2 separate regions of the Hordeum vulgare genome follow, and region 2 is linked to region 1. The links are chromatin contacts, called in public Hi-C maps. All regions are on one chromosome and are shown on one strand. Each heading gives the region's core, a stretch centred on a gene start, on an enhancer-like site or on the middle of the called end of the contact. The rest is flanking DNA. Distances are from core to core; before and after follow the strand shown. Region 1 holds the start of LOC123411621 (zinc finger protein CONSTANS-LIKE 14-like). Region 2 has its middle 140 kb from the start of LOC123411621.

Region 1 (3,076 bases), core at 283-2,782:
GTCCCTGAGAACCACAGGAGTCACGTACAAAGGAATGGAAACTAAACTCTGATGACTTTGGAACTGGCACCTTATTATTCATCTGAAAGCCAAATAGGTTTTCCATGACCTATGACCAGAGATCATGATTGCATTCCATGATCTGATTGATCAATGGATTAACCGGGAACTGCACAAAGTGGCAGCGACCATGTAGCCTTCAACAAACTTGTTTGATGATCTATTGTTGTTTGCTCAGGAAATTAAGATCAGAACATTTCTCGTGACCGTGTAGTGTTAATGCATTCCCAGAAAACATGTGATGTTAATGTGTGTCGGGCTAGCACGATGCGGCTACCTGAAGGCAATGCAACTAATTTAGACACTCATAAAGACACGCACAAAACATTTGATTAGTAATACAATTACATGTGAATTGTCTGAATAGTGAATACCCACAATTGATTTATTTGTTTGCACAATAGTATTATTCTCATGTTTTTTACCTGGGTGGGTGGCACTGATGAGGGTGGGGCGAACTCCCATCGAAGTTGTTCTTCGTCGTCATCAGGGAGCCGGTCGTTGCCGACAAGCTCGGCGCAGTGGGCTGACGGCATCATCAGCAGGGACGTGTACGGACACGGCACCTCTGGAGCAGGAGGCAGCGGCGGGGGAGGCTGCTTGTCAGGCAAGCGCCCGCTAGACCCGGCGGAGGACCGGCGAGGAGTCCTGGGGCTCAGATCCGAGTACCCCTGCGGCTGCGACGTGTCCGTCTCTCGCCGCGCCATCTCCGCGAGCTGGTCGCACAGCGCTTCCCCCTTGAGGGGCCGACCGCCGCCTGCCGAGACAGCCACCTCCGGCGGGTTGCAGGGCACGTAGAGGTCGCGCATCTCGGGGTCAACCAGCATGGAGTAGTCCAAGGACGAGAAGAAGAAGGCGTCCTCATCCTCCTGGCCGGCGCCAGTGCCGAGGCCGCAACCGAACGCGGCGGCGCCACCGCCGCCAGGGAGGAGGTCGACGCCCCACGACGCGGCGAGCTCGGCCGCCGCGGGGCAGCCCGCGAACCCCTCCACGGGCACGCGCGCCGCGCCTTCGCACCCGCCGTCGCAGTCCACGCAGAGGAACGCCGGCTCGCCTCCCCCAGCCGCCACGCGCGCCGCGGCCGGGCGGGCCGCGCACCCGGCGCAGAGCGGCGCGCGCACGTGCTTCCGGGAGAGCGCGTTGGCGGCGTGCACGTGGCGGTCGCACGCCACGCAGAGCCGCGCCGCGTCCGCGCGGCAGTGCAGCGCCGCCGCCGCCTCCCCGCAGTAGTCGCACGGCCAGTGCTGCCTCGCCCCTCCGTCCTTCATGTCCAGCGCCCAGCAAGCAACCCGAGCAGAGAACCCCGCGATGCCGGAGGGAGGCGGGTCAAACGGCGGGAGAGCGAGAGGGTTCTGCCGCTTCTTATCGCCGCGCGCTTAGCTTATGCAAATGCAATCCGAAACGAGGCTGCGACTGCGAGGGTACGGGAGAAAGCGAGGGAGAGGACCGATCCCGTGCGCCATGCCCAACAGCGAGGCCGGGCGCGGCCTTCTCTTTCCACGTGCCGCGCTATGATTTCGCTGAGGTGGCGGGGCCGAGGACGTGGGACCGGTTGGGCAGTGAGCTCGCCATGTCGGAAAATATCTAGCGGAGCTCGCTGAGGTGGTGGGCTGAGTGCGAGGGGGCTGGGAGGCTGACACGGTGGGGCATGGGCAGCGGGTCCCGATGCGGTGGAAAGGATTAGGACTCCCGTACAAATTAGGGCATGTAACTAAAATAAGACAAAAAGTTCATGCATAATAGGCTTCCTTAGTCTCAAATAACTGTCTTAATTTTATATTTTCTCTGTTCGAAATTAGTTGTTATAAAAATAAATAGGAATAAATGTATTTAGAACTAAAATACATCTAGATACATCGATTTCTCTAACAAGTATTTTTGGACGAAGAGAGTACTAATTTTTGTATAAAATTATATTAAACTTGGGACACTTATAAGAAGACAAAGGGAGTAGTTTTCTAGTCTTATCTTTAATATTTTGATATTTCTAAATATGTGCATTTTTGCTAAGAGATCATCTCTTAATTAGAAATATGAATCAATCTCTGATTGGATGGTTCGACGGATTGTGGTATGCTCAGCCCATCAAGTCACCGGGGTTCAAGTCTTGCTCGCATTTATTTCTAAACTTATTTCAGGATTTTCGACGATGCGCATTCAGTGGAAGAAGAGGTTCCTCTCAACGACGAGGTGTTTACGATGACTTCATAAATTTCAAGACAATATGTTGGTCCAGTCTCTCAAAAGTGTTTATAGGGATAGGTGTTGGATAATGTAGCATAAATTCAAAATTTTCCTACGCCATGTTCAGATCTTTCTATGGAGAGACGTGCAACGAGAGAGGGGTGAGTGCATCTTCGTACCTTTGAAGATCCCTAAGCGGAAGCGTTGCTAGAACGCGGTTGATGGAGTCGTACTCGCGGCGATTCAGATCGCGGTGTGATTCCGATCTAGTGCCGAACCACGGCACCTCCGCGTTCAACACACGTGCAGCTCGGTGACGTCTCCCGCACCTTGATCCAGCAAAGAGGAGGGAGAGGTTGGGGAAGATCTCCGGCAGCACGGCAGCATGGTGTCGATGGAGAGACGAGCTCTCCCGGCACGGCTTCGCCAAGCACCGTAGGAGAGGAGGAAGGAGGAGCAGGGCTGCGCCGAGGAGAGGGAAAACTATGTGCAAAACAGCCCCAAAACCCTCCCTATATATAGGAGGAGGGGAGGGGGTGCGCCACCCCTAGGGTTCCCACCCTAGGTGGTGCGGCTGCCTAGATGGGAGAGGGGCGGCGGCCAGGGCAGGGAGAGGGGGGGCGCACCCCTAGGTGGGCCTTAGGCCCACCAACGCCTAGGGTTTCCCCTCCCTCCCTCTCTGGTGCGCATGGGCTGGGTGTGGGGGGCACACCAGCCCACCTAGGGGCTGGTTCCCTCCCGCACTTGGCCCATGTAGCCCTCCGGGGCTTGTGGCCCCTCCCGGTGGGCCTCCGGAACCCTTCTGGTGGTCCCGACACTTTGTCGGTGGTGC
Region 2 (3,076 bases), core at 403-2,902, 140 kb after region 1:
GCGGAGTTCGCTAGAGTATCAACTACCTCATGGGCCTCTCTAAAGCAATGTAGGAAATCAACATGAATTTTACTAGTTGCGTGCATCCTAACTACTACACGGAGGTCAGACGAATGTTATTATATTTGTATTCTTTTGATGTTGGGCATCAACTATAATTGCTCTTAAATATATGATGGGTTATGAATTAGTTGCTAGTACGAGTACTCACTGTTAGAAGGAAGAGAGAGGGATTGGTGTGGAATATGATGGATTTGCATAATGTGATGGTTGTTGTATTGAGCCTCATGAACGAGTATATACAAGAGTACAAACTTGGAGGGCAAGAAGCCTCTTTAAGAGATAAGGTAGGAGATAGATTACAAATCCTAGACTACCAAATACATAGACTCCAAATATATCTCTAACACCCCCCATGATCGTAGCAATAGCTTGTGAACAACAGGAGCATCGTGGACGGTCAGACTCGAGAGAATAACAACCGACGGGCTGACATCCCCCGCAATCACAACAGGAGCGTCGAGGACGGTGTCGCGTCGCAAACGCATGGAATGTAGAGGAAGCCGATGAGTTGCTCAAGCAAGGTGATAACCCTTTGTGTCGTTGTCGAAGTAGCTAAGAGTGTGGGTGGTGTAGTCGTGGCCGCGGTATCCGTGCGAAGGACGTCGTGGTCCATGTCGAGTTGGGGCTGCCGGCCCTCGGCCTCGCCGGCTCCGTCGCCTCGCTCCTCAGTCGTGTCGGGTCGGCTGCCCGGCTGCCGGCTCTGGCCACGTCAGTCGTCGTCGTCTTCATCTCGAACGCCGCCACCCCGCCTCCACCAAGCGACGTCCCTGACGTCGTAGAAGTGCATGTTGTAGCCAATGCAAACTAAAGATCAATATGATGAAAGAGACTAGGCAATAAATTTATACGTCAATATTCTCCCTCACGTGTGGCTCCCTCAGACCTAAACATGGACCAAAAATAGGCTACAATTTAATTGCGTCAACCGGGTATTGAACTCAAGACTTCTTAGATCTCATATCATGTTAGAAGAGAGATAGAGGGATTGATGTGGAATATGATGGATTGACATAATACGATGAATGTTGTATTAAGCCTCATGGACGAGTATATGTAGGAGTACAAACTTAGAGAACAAGAAGCATCTTCTAAAGATAAGGTAGAAGACGGATTACAAATCCTAAATTATCAACTACATGGACTCTAAATATATTTCTAACACTCACATCTCCGAATGATATAGCTGGTAGGAGACGGATTACAAATCTTAAACTATCAAATATATGAATTATATTTATTAAGATCGCCACAATTTTGCAATAATAATTAGATTTTGTAGAAAATGCAGACTATAAGACACGAAAGAGAATACATATCCGGCTGCAACTAGTTAGCAGCTCCTGAATTGAGGTCAGCCATGACGACACGGAAATAAACAATTCCCCACGAAATCTTGGACGCAGTATCTATACATGCATAGCTGGATTTGGTAATTGATGATTAAATTAAGGTGGGCTACGGCTAGTGGAAGGCCATGATTAGTGTGTGTATTATATTAGCAGCTCGAGCTTACCTTCTTCTTTTAGCACTGGTGCGTGTATGACAGGACTATTATATGCTAACAAATCTGATTTAATTAATAGCCGCGGAGTCCAGAAGCGTCTGTTTGGTCTACGGATCCGAGTTGTATAGACTAAATTATTGGGCTCCGAATCTAATCTTACCGGAAATAAAGTTGTCTTGTCGTATATTCCCCGTTTGCGTGAGAGACGAGTGACACTGTTCACAACACAAGGTGTTTTACGCTTTTCTGTACTCTGGTGTAAACTGGTAACTTTTTTTTTTTGCGGGGGAGTGTAAACTGGTTATTATCGTACTCCCTCCACGTTCCATAATATAAGAACGTTTTAAACTGTTATAAAAATGCTTTTATATTATAAAACGGAAAAAATATTAAATTAGCATGTCTAGAACTCACATGTTATCCGCTTGTTACTGCAGCCATTTCAGTTGGGCGGAACAAAGAGTTTGGAGGTCCTATTTAGCGTGCGTCAGACCCTGATCTTATTCCGCGCCTTAAGCTGTAGATGTACTAACCGCCGCCCACCACTCCGACCGAGCAGGCCAGCACATTTAGGGCTGTAGTTGTAGTTCATTTTTTCTTGCGTATTTTTTCCTATTTTATTTCTTCATCATTTTATTTCTTTATTCTTTATAATCTTATTTTTTAGGATTATTCTATATTTTACATGTGCGATACTTTTGTTGGTCCGAATGTTTTTTTTTAATTTGTGAACTCTTATTAAATCCATGAATCGTTTTTTCAAACACGTGGAATTTGTTCAAATTCATAAATATCTGGGAACATGTGCTATATTTTTGTTGATCCAAGATTACGTTTTCAAATTCGGTCTAGTTTTCCAATCTCTATTTTTAATAATCCATGAACATTTTAGTCAAAATCGATGATCTTTTTCTAAATTTGAGAAATTTCTTTAAAATATTTGAAAACATTTTTGCAAATGAGTGATTTTTTAAAAAATCAATGAATTTTTTTAAAACCGTCGCATGCGTGACGGGTCGGGACATAACAGCGGTGTTTCGACGCCAGAAACACTGGCACTGACCGGTGCAGAAGGCGTCAACTATGAGGTCTTGTTAGCAGGGAGCCACTAATCGTGCAGCCCCCACGCCTCCACATGCATTTCGGCCAGCCCATGTGTGGGGGTGGGCGCTCCTGTTTTTTTATTTCTGTTATTCATTTTTTGTTTATTGTTCGTTTATTTCTATAGAACTGTTCATCAATCTGAAGTTCTATTTGCTGGGGATTTCAAACATAATCTCAAATACAAAACTTTAAATAAATTTTAAATTGTTTCCAAATTTGTAAAATGTTCAATAATCTTGATAGTGTTTACGAATTCAAAAATGTTCTTTAATTTAGAAAATTGTCCCATAATTTCCAAATGTGTGCATCGCTAAAACATATTCACGAATTAACTAATTTATGCATTTTGAAAACAAATGTTTGCAAATTTAAATAAACATTTCAATTTTTCTAAAATTTTATGCT

The links. Hi-C and Micro-C count contacts between places; a contact is called where the count stands out from the background.
Region 2: a Hi-C map of leaf shows a contact between it and region 1, with 6 times the contacts expected there. The contact joins the enhancer-like site here to the promoter of LOC123411621 in region 1. A contact is called at or near these places in 2 of 6 Hi-C or Micro-C datasets (leaf and seedling) and 1 of 1 datasets of contacts at active chromatin or transcription factors (embryo).

Annotation. Positions count from the first base shown.
Region 1 is chr7H:212,787,538-212,790,613 of MorexV3_pseudomolecules_assembly, forward strand. LOC123411621 (zinc finger protein CONSTANS-LIKE 14-like) reads right to left here and starts at 1,533. Exons shown (of 4, transcript XM_045104586.1): 1 at 486-1,533. The coding sequence starts at 1,328.
Region 2 is chr7H:212,930,794-212,933,869 of MorexV3_pseudomolecules_assembly, forward strand. No RefSeq gene overlaps it. Among protein-coding and RNA genes, the nearest start is that of LOC123411621, 140 kb to the left of the region's middle. Within about 2 kb of position 1,653, at least 3 of the 3 cell types and tissues checked have open chromatin away from gene starts, as enhancers often do. A contact at or near this core is called in leaf and seedling, where this site is marked.